3 separate regions of the Mus musculus genome follow, and all the other regions are linked to region 2. Evidence: chromatin contacts called from public Hi-C data. All regions are on one chromosome and are shown on one strand. Each heading gives the region's core, a stretch centred on a gene start, on an enhancer-like site or on the middle of the called end of the contact. The rest is flanking DNA. Distances are from core to core; before and after follow the strand shown. Region 1 has its middle 7.2 kb from the start of Gm33410. Region 2 overlaps Ccdc171 (coiled-coil domain containing 171). Region 3 overlaps Bnc2 (basonuclin 2).

Evidence for each region. A called contact is a pair of places that touch in the nucleus more often than the background predicts.
Region 1: a Hi-C map of the N1E-115 cell line shows a contact between it and region 2, with 11 times the contacts expected there. The contact joins two enhancer-like sites. A contact is called at or near these places in 2 of 39 promoter capture datasets (the 3T3-L1 cell line and hippocampal neurons), 58 of 484 Hi-C or Micro-C datasets (the C2C12 cell line, the C3H10T1/2 cell line, the HL-1 cell line and 27 more), 1 of 115 datasets of contacts at active chromatin or transcription factors (astrocytes) and 3 of 9 other capture datasets (embryonic stem cells, embryonic tail and embryonic trunk).
Region 3: a contact with region 2 is called in a Hi-C map of the N1E-115 cell line, with 9 times the contacts expected there. The contact joins two enhancer-like sites. A contact is called at or near these places in 1 of 39 promoter capture datasets (the 3T3-L1 cell line), 1 of 15 datasets of contacts at CTCF or cohesin (the NIH/3T3 cell line), 6 of 484 Hi-C or Micro-C datasets (the N1E-115 cell line, myocytes, palatal mesenchyme and 1 more) and 2 of 9 other capture datasets (embryonic tail and embryonic trunk).

The regions. Positions count from the first base shown.
Region 1 is chr4:84,063,923-84,066,622 of GRCm38.p6, forward strand. No RefSeq gene overlaps it. Among named protein-coding and RNA genes, the nearest start is that of Gm33410, 7.2 kb to the right of the region's middle. Within about 2 kb of position 1,364, at least 18 of the 459 cell types and tissues checked have an H3K27ac peak or open chromatin away from gene starts, as enhancers often do. A contact at or near this core is called in the N1E-115 cell line, where this site is marked.
Region 2 is chr4:83,796,684-83,799,419 of GRCm38.p6, forward strand. All of the region lies in intron 24 of Ccdc171 (coiled-coil domain containing 171), which reads left to right. Among named protein-coding and RNA genes, the nearest start is that of Gm42309, 44 kb to the right of the region's middle. Within about 2 kb of position 1,483, at least 12 of the 459 cell types and tissues checked have an H3K27ac peak or open chromatin away from gene starts, as enhancers often do. A contact at or near this core is called in the N1E-115 cell line, where this site is marked.
Region 3 is chr4:84,276,953-84,279,661 of GRCm38.p6, forward strand. The region is part of intron 6 of Bnc2 (basonuclin 2); the gene reads right to left. Among named protein-coding and RNA genes, the nearest start is that of Gm33597, 58 kb to the left of the region's middle. Within about 2 kb of position 1,364, at least 4 of the 459 cell types and tissues checked have an H3K27ac peak or open chromatin away from gene starts, as enhancers often do. A contact at or near this core is called in the N1E-115 cell line, where this site is marked.

The DNA of each region.
Region 1 (2,700 bases), core at 114-2,613, 270 kb after region 2:
CAGTGTTGAACAGTGGGGTCCTAGATAATCTGGGGATTTTCCACTTCATGCTCCCCCACTCCCACCCTCATGCACCAGCTTTGTTTAAACAGAGGAAAAGACTTGAGGACAGGGCTAAGGAGCAAGCTGCCACCGCTCTGAGATTGTGTTAAGACATGCTGGAGTTTGAAAGTTTGTAACCATGTGGTTCTGGTTGTGTCCCTATGTGTGAAAAGTGTTCCTTTGTTTATTTATGCTTTCGTGGCCACTGTGTATATGTGTGTATTGCCATAGGCTTTCTAACATAAACAGAGGATGCTAGCGTAAACTTCCAGTGGGACCTGGTTTCTTCCTGCTGTGTACATTCAAACCCTCCAATCTAAGACTTTTAAATCAACAATTTTCCTTTTCAGAGAGGGTCATTATTTGTTTAGCAGTGCACAGGCTGGTCAGCACGCTGGGCGTTTCTATTCTCTTGACAAAACTGAAGCCCAGGCTGAGATCAGAGTTCTCTGCTATGTGGGTTCTCTAGGCCACAGGTGGCCAAGACGTCCCTTAGGCAGGACCTGAAGCCCTAAAAGCAGGAGTCTTTGTTGCTCCCAACTTCCATTTCCTCAACCCTTAAAATGTCTGGACCCAGCAAACTCCACCCTGTTATTTCCAGGAATGCTTCAGTCAGGCGTTTTACCCCCATCTTTAAAGGCAATGGAGCTTTGCTGCTGCTCCTGCAGCTGTAGCAGACAGCGCATGTGTCGTCAGCTTTTGTCTGTCTGCAGAGGCACCATTCAAGACGCCTCCCTGGAAGGTGATGTCTGAAGTGTTATTCTTAAGGAAGCAAAGCACCTAAGTATGGAAGAGTGTTGTGCAGAATGGGGCTTTCCCGGCTGTGGGGCTCCAAAGCTGGGAGGATAAACTCGCCCAGCAGAGGGCGCCACCGCGCCGGCGCTTACAGCTGTGCAAGCCAGGCAGGGGGATGCTCAAAACCACAGAAAAGGGGAAATTCCATACTTTCCCCCCACCTGCCTCGACCTCCCTCTTTCTCCTCCCTCATCTCCTCTCAGCCCCTTCCTTTCTCCCTCTGTTACCACCCTGTCTCAGTCTTTCTTCCTGACCATCTCTAACTCTTAACCCCTCCCTAACTTTAGCAGGGCACTCCTGGGAGCCTCAAGTCTAGTAACTGAGTGTTAATTATGTCTGAGTGGATTCTAGAGGAAAAGAAAACCATATACTGTATCAGCAGAGAAATGGTTTCACTATGAGGAAACTAATGATGCTTTTATCAGGAACAATATAAAGATTGCTTTTTTACTAGTGTGTGTCCCGTAGGGTTCAGGGCTATGAGATATTTCTGTATCTGGCTTGAGGTTCCTCTGAGCTTTTACATAATCAAATCAATATAGCCATGATTCACCCTCTGGCAACAACTGCTCGCTGCAAGTTTGCTGTTGCTCCTTTAGTGGCTAAAAGGAAAATAAATAAATATATAGAAAGGAACTTATTATGAATCGGTAGCCATTGATTTGTTCCGTCTTCTGACTTCCTTTTTAATTGCACCGCGTACACATGTTCTCACACACAGGCAGCATGATCCCGTAAGTTCACGGCCAGTCAGAAATAAGGTGGCCAGGAGTGCCTGAGGGCTTGCCACTGTCCATTTGGAAGAGACAGGTTGCTTGTTCGGAGAGAATAAAGCAGAGGTGGAGATGGGAGCCGGCCCCCTCACACTCTGTACATTGTTTGCATCTTCTTTCTCATCCCTGTGAATTCCCTACATTCCGGGCATGATTTTGGCTCTTGCCTCTCTCTCTCTTTCTCTCTCAGTTATCTTGTTTTTGTATCAGGAATTTCCCTCCCCTCCCCTGGCAGAAACCATCTGCTTAGGACCCAGATCTGTCCCCAGGGCTGTCAGCGAGGCCCCAATATTTTTCTCCCATCCTGAGGACAACTGGTCTGGACCCAAAGAGTGGATTGGGGGGGGGGGGGAAGCTTGGGAGAAAGAAGTAAGGGAGAGTCCATTCAGTGTAGGGAGCAAGCCACCTACGATGGCGGGCCAGTGTCTTCCCTTCTCTGTCCCGAGGAAGTCACAGGAAGGAGCTGCACAGAGCCTGAAGCCTTCACAACACACCCAGCTTGCTGTTTCCTTCACCACTTTCTCCCTTAAAGTAAATAAACACAGACGGCTTTCAAACTAACCCTCGTGAGAGAAGTCAGTGCCATACAACTGTGTCATCTGCTTTTCATAGGCAAACTGGGATGACCACAAAATACAGCTTTTCTAGTGCCTTGTGTGGCTTAGAATCAACAAAATCAACTGATGGAATAAGTGTGTTAGTCTGTCTAGGGAGAAACCGAGATGGAGCCTCCCGGGCAATCTGCTGGTCACCGGGGATGGTGAAGTGCTGTGTGTTTTATGCTCTGGTCCTTAAATCAGAGACCTTGCTCATAGGTGTGCTTCATTTATCCCATCCCCTATAAGAAGAAAAACATGAGAAATAATAGCAGACACAAAACAGGAAAGAAAACCCATTCATGCAATTAAGATACCCAGAGTCCCTGGGGAAATAGTATCACCAAAATGAACATGTTCCCTAATTATGAAGGAATCCTGTTACTGAACACAATTCCCTGACAATAACACTATATCCCTCTGAGAAACAGTGGAGGAGAAATTCTGGAAGGCTCTCTCTGGCTAGTGGGGGGTAGAAAAATCTACCCTCAAAG
Region 2 (2,736 bases), core at 233-2,732:
ATACTTTGGGGGATGAAAACATGAATTCTCTGTGGTTGTGAGCTAAGGACTAGCAAGAGAGACATGCCAGGGACTTTTGTTCAACTCTGCCAATGGTTGTATGTGTTGTCATATTCCTAAATGCTCAGGTGAGTTTTCTGAGGAGATCCATAGGGTGCATTGTAGCTTAGTAATAAACAGGTAGTTAGGAAAGTAGGAAACAATAAAATTGGTGCTGCTGCTGTGGCTGCTGCTGCCGCTGCTGCTGCAGCTGCTGCCGCCACTGCCCCAGCCGCTGCCGCTGATGGCAGCTTCCATTTCAGCGAACTTTCCATGTGCCAGCCCCTGTCAACTCACAGAGCTCTCTAATGGGACTGTCAAACAAGTGGCAGTATCTCCATTTTAAAATTGGAAAACAACACCCACAGCAGGTAATTCTCCTCAGATCAGAATCTAGTAGGTGGTAGAACAAATTTAAGTCTCAAAGTAGCTGACTGCAAAGCCGAAGTGGTCAGTCTGACACTGAGGAGTTAAACAGCCTATGTGACACTGAGAGGAGTAAAACCTTGGAAACTTATGTTTTCATACCACTTAGAAGATACTCATTAGACATCTGCGTGGGCCATAGTGTATGCTATATCATAGACAAATTCACAGATACGTTTTCCTGTTCAATCACCAAATAATATGAAAAATGTGCTTTCAACTTTGTACAGGATAATGTGTGTGCTCACTATAGCTCCATATTTTTAGGAATTTTATATTTAAAAAACTTATAATTGGCACATAGTGATTATGTATACTTCTGTAGTATAATATTTTCATGCATATATGCAATAAGTAGCAGTAAGTAATGATCGAATAAGGACAATGAGGAACATGCCATCACCTCAGACACTACTGCTTGTGTCGGGAACGTCAGAATCCTTTCTTCTAGTGATTTGGACATACATAGTGAAGGACTAGAAACTCCATCCACTGCCCCGTGCTACAGAACTTTGGCACCCACTCCTCTTAACTTCCCAGGTCTGGCAAAAATCACTATTCCCTCCCTACCGAAAGCATCTCATTTAACTGCCACACAGGAGTGAAAACATGTGGCTTTGGCTGGCTGTGCCTGACTTCCCTCACTGAACATAATGCCCTCCAGGTTCATCTGTGTTGCCAGGACATTAACCCTTTCTATTTATGAGTATTATTATTGACAGGATATTGCATTTTATTGGCTAACAATACTCTACCATGTATATAAACTATGCGGTTGATCCATTTATTTGTTGTGGAACCCTAGGTTGATTCTGTATCTTCACTTTTGTGAATAGTACTAGAAAAAAAAAAAAAAAAACTAGAGCGCAGGTATATTTTTGATGTACCAGTAGAAATGCTAGCTTTGTGCCCCGGTTTCTGTTTTACAAAGTGGAATGTAGCGGTTTTCCAGGCCTGTAACAGGAACGAAGGAGGCAGCGAACAGAGAGTGTGTGGCGGAAGCAGGCAGGGCCGGTGACGTCATCCCATCCCGCTGAAGCCCCGCGAGGGTGGGGGAGCAACAGGCGCTCCTTTCACTGCTATAAGGTGTTTATATGTTTCATTTCGAGGAATGGTTCCTTAGGATCCTTTCTTCATAGTTTCTTCTAGCGCTTTAAGTCCTTTACCAAGTACAGTCTGCCTTAACTTCCTGTTCACTTTTTATGTCAGGTGAGTTTTCCAGGGGGGTCATGGCCTCAGTGGAGCCTATGGCACGTTTAAGACCATGTTTTCATATTCCAATTAATAGCCTTTCAAGCTTTTACTGTAATGCTGAGAAAAATCAAACCCTACAGACCGAAGCTTTAACAGAAATGGCCAGCATGAATGCAGAGGACCCAGTGATGAAAACTTTCTGCTCAACTCTCTGAAGGCAATACCTGACCTTTATCGTCTTACACTCCCGAGGATGTCTTTAAGTAACTTTGATCTGTAATGCTGGCAATATCTAGCGAATATTGACAAGTGACCAATAAACATTTCACTCCGTTACCATTCAGTGATAAGAAGCAGACAGACACCAAACGCCAACTGTAGCTGACGTGTGATGAAGTGTTTGCTGTGTGCGGCACAGCCTCGCTGAATCTCTGCAGGGTCTGTGAGTGGCCAGCTCTCTGCTTCCGTCTTAGCGTGCTGCCCGCCAGCAATGGGTGCTGTTTTATGAGGGGCTAAAGTCCATCGAGAGGAAGGAAGATGTTAATAGACCAGACGTCTAATGAGCAGCATCACCAGGCCGCTCTGCTCTTAGTCATGCATGCTGTATACTTTCTGCAAAGCATTGTTCACGGGCTTGTGTGGGTTTGTACTTTAAGATGACAAAAAGAAAGAATTGAAGTAGGGTCTTCCTATAAAATGCAATTTCATTTGTGTAGAAAACACAGAGGAATAGAAATCCAGAAGAGGGCTAACTAAGTATGTTTCATGACTTTTCTATTTTGGTCCCTTCATCTCTAGAAAGAAGACGTTCCCAACTCGGTGTTAGTACGATGGCCGAGTAGGCTCACACTCCTGGGTGGTAACAGATAGTGTAACCGCGGAGAATTTGGCAGATGTCCACAAACAGGAACGCCCCAAGTGCTCAGGAACTTAGCCTTGCTGATGGCTGCCACCTGAGAGCTCAGAGCTCAGAGTCCAGGAAGCTCACAATACACTTGGGTGAAGGAATTCCAGACGCTTGCCAGGGTCACCAGGACTCGGCTTCTGTCACAGTTGTGCATGCTCCTAAATGACTTG
Region 3 (2,709 bases), core at 114-2,613, 480 kb after region 2:
GTAAATGGTGTACGTAATTTAGGTTTAACTTTAAAAAAAAATTTTCCTCCTCACTCTCCTGTATTTCATGTTTATAGTTAAAAAAAAAAGTCTTAGCAAATTAGTGACTTCAAATAGTTAAGAGATCCTTTCTTGAACCTATCTGGAATTCCAGTCAAATCTAATAGTAAAATACATTTATTTTTTCAAAAGTTACTACATTTTATAGTATTGAACTGTCTTCATAAAATAATGCTATTTCAAGGTTTAATTCTTTAAAGCATAAGCTGCTATTTTCTAAAATATCCGGCCCCTACCTCCCCCCATAAAAAATCCAAAAGGATAAAATTAATGCACAGTAAATTAAAAAAATTCAAACACAATGACATATATTCCCTTTATTTGACAAATAGAACCCTTGCTTTGACAAGCAAAACCTCACCGAAAGCTTTGCTTGTGTTTAAAAGGGTGAGATTCATTCCCAGAGCATCTATAGGGATCTCACTTGAAAAGTCCATGTCACTGTTTATCTGAAAACATTGCCTTGTATTTACATCCCCCGTTGACTTTTAAAGCGCCCTTGGGCATATACCTCTCTCCACCTGCAAATGCTCAGATATTTGCCAAGTCCCTAAATTGAAAGCTACCCTCCAAAAAATAAAGTGATATAGAAACAGGAAATAAAACTTGCCAGCGTCAGAAGCTGGCATCTTAGAGAAGTTAATTGTGATAGTAGAAATGACCTAAACGGCCAGCATTAACTTCATGAGACCTCCTACTTATAATGAAAAGCCACTTCAATTGGCACCAAGTATAGCTAACATTTCCTAGAGATGTGTGAGAGGTATGTGCCTCCAGGACCAGAAAGGAGGGAGAGGTGTCCCACCTTTCCACATGAGACAATCAGCACTCTGGGTGGAGGGGGCAGAGGGGGGCAGCCCTCTCCACGCTGCACTTGGGAAGGCTGAGCTTACCTTGTGACAATAAGATCAGCTTTCTAATCTTTTGCTAAATCGATCACAAAAGAAAGCAAGAATGAGAGACAGAGAGAGAGAGAGAGAAAGAGAGAGAGAGAGAGGGAGAAAGAGAGAGAGAAAACAAATTCACATTCTAGGCATCCGGTTTTAAAAAACTTAAACAATAAAATAGGGATTTAAATTGTCTGATCTCAAAATTATTTTCTGTCATAAGTGATCATCTGTATGTTGTCTTGATTTTCAGATCACCTGAATATTCCAAAAACCATAAATCAAATGAGCTAAAACCGAATTTACAGCATCAGCATCATCCATAAATGAGTTCCAAACAGATGCATGCAGTGTGCGGATGTATGAATGTAGATAAACAGATGTTGTCACCACAGTCCTGTTCTGACATTCACCCTCTCTTCCCCTAACACCCCCCTGCCACTTGTCCCTGGTGTCAGGTGACTCAAGTGTACACTGCTAAGCAGAGTGCAGAAAGTGCCTACCATGAAGTTCTTAGAATGTCATGCGGGGGAGACACATACCACCAGGGCTTAACAAGAAGGAACGTGGAGATAGTTAAAATGTGTATCGCTCCTCTATTGATAAAACAGTCTGCCAACTGTAAGCAGCTCATGAAACCCTATCGTCACTCATTACTTTTAACACCCACCCTTTCCGAGTTTCATAAGCACACATCTGACTGCAGTCTAGACCTCTGTGCTGTTGCTCACACATCCGCAGTCACTGCACTTCCTAGGTTCGCTGCTGAGAAAACAGCAGCCAGACACACAAAAGTTGCATCAAGACAGACTGAATAGGAAAGAATAAATTAACATTGACAAGAGGGTATGCTGATCACCCAGAGGGACACCTCTGCCATAAGATGACTTGTGAATTTACACATCTCCACTGATATGTTACCAGGAAGAGATTTTTCTCTTCATTTCTCACATGCAGCACAAGAGGACTGTAATCTAATTAGATGATGTACCAGCCCTCAATATCTGTCAACCAAACGATGTGCAGAAATGTGGAGACCAGCTCTGGCACTCGGTGCAACAGTGTCCCTTTTCCGCTGTCAGCAGTACTGTTGGCCTCTGCTAATATAATTACATTGACTTTTATTCAATTAAGTGCCATCTCTCGCTTACAAAAAAAAAGCTACTTTATCAATTGATTCAGGTGTAATGTAATAATAAAGATGAACTCATGGCAGTGCATTAACTTTGCTGTTCATAACTTCAGTGCATGGGTTCATTCACAGCAGTCGATTTCCATTATGCAACCACAGTTCAAGAGAATTGATTCTTTTATGTTCACTTCTTAATCTATTTCATTTTTGTTTAATAATCTTCCCAAATGCCATATGCAAAACACATGGATGGGGTGAGGAGAATGGGCTGGGGGAAGCCTGCTGGTTTAGCCCCATGCCTTGGACTTGGGAGTCTTTGCCATGCTATTGCTGGGGTTGGAAGAAGAGCAGGAAAGTGGGCTGACCAAGGTTCCTAGCAGGAACTGGTCCTGTTCCTCAGGTTAGCGTTCTCACTCTACCAAATGGACCGCTTGGCTTTAACAAAGACCTATTGTCAGACCCTCTAATCGGTCAGTTCAAACCACTGACTGTCATAAAAAATACCGTCCTCGTGAGATTCAAAGACCCGGGGTTAATAGCCATTTGAAGAATATTACAAGTTTAATTGGATCAGCAAAACTGAAGAGGTAAAAAGAAGGAAGACAGAAAGAACTCACTACTGACAATCAG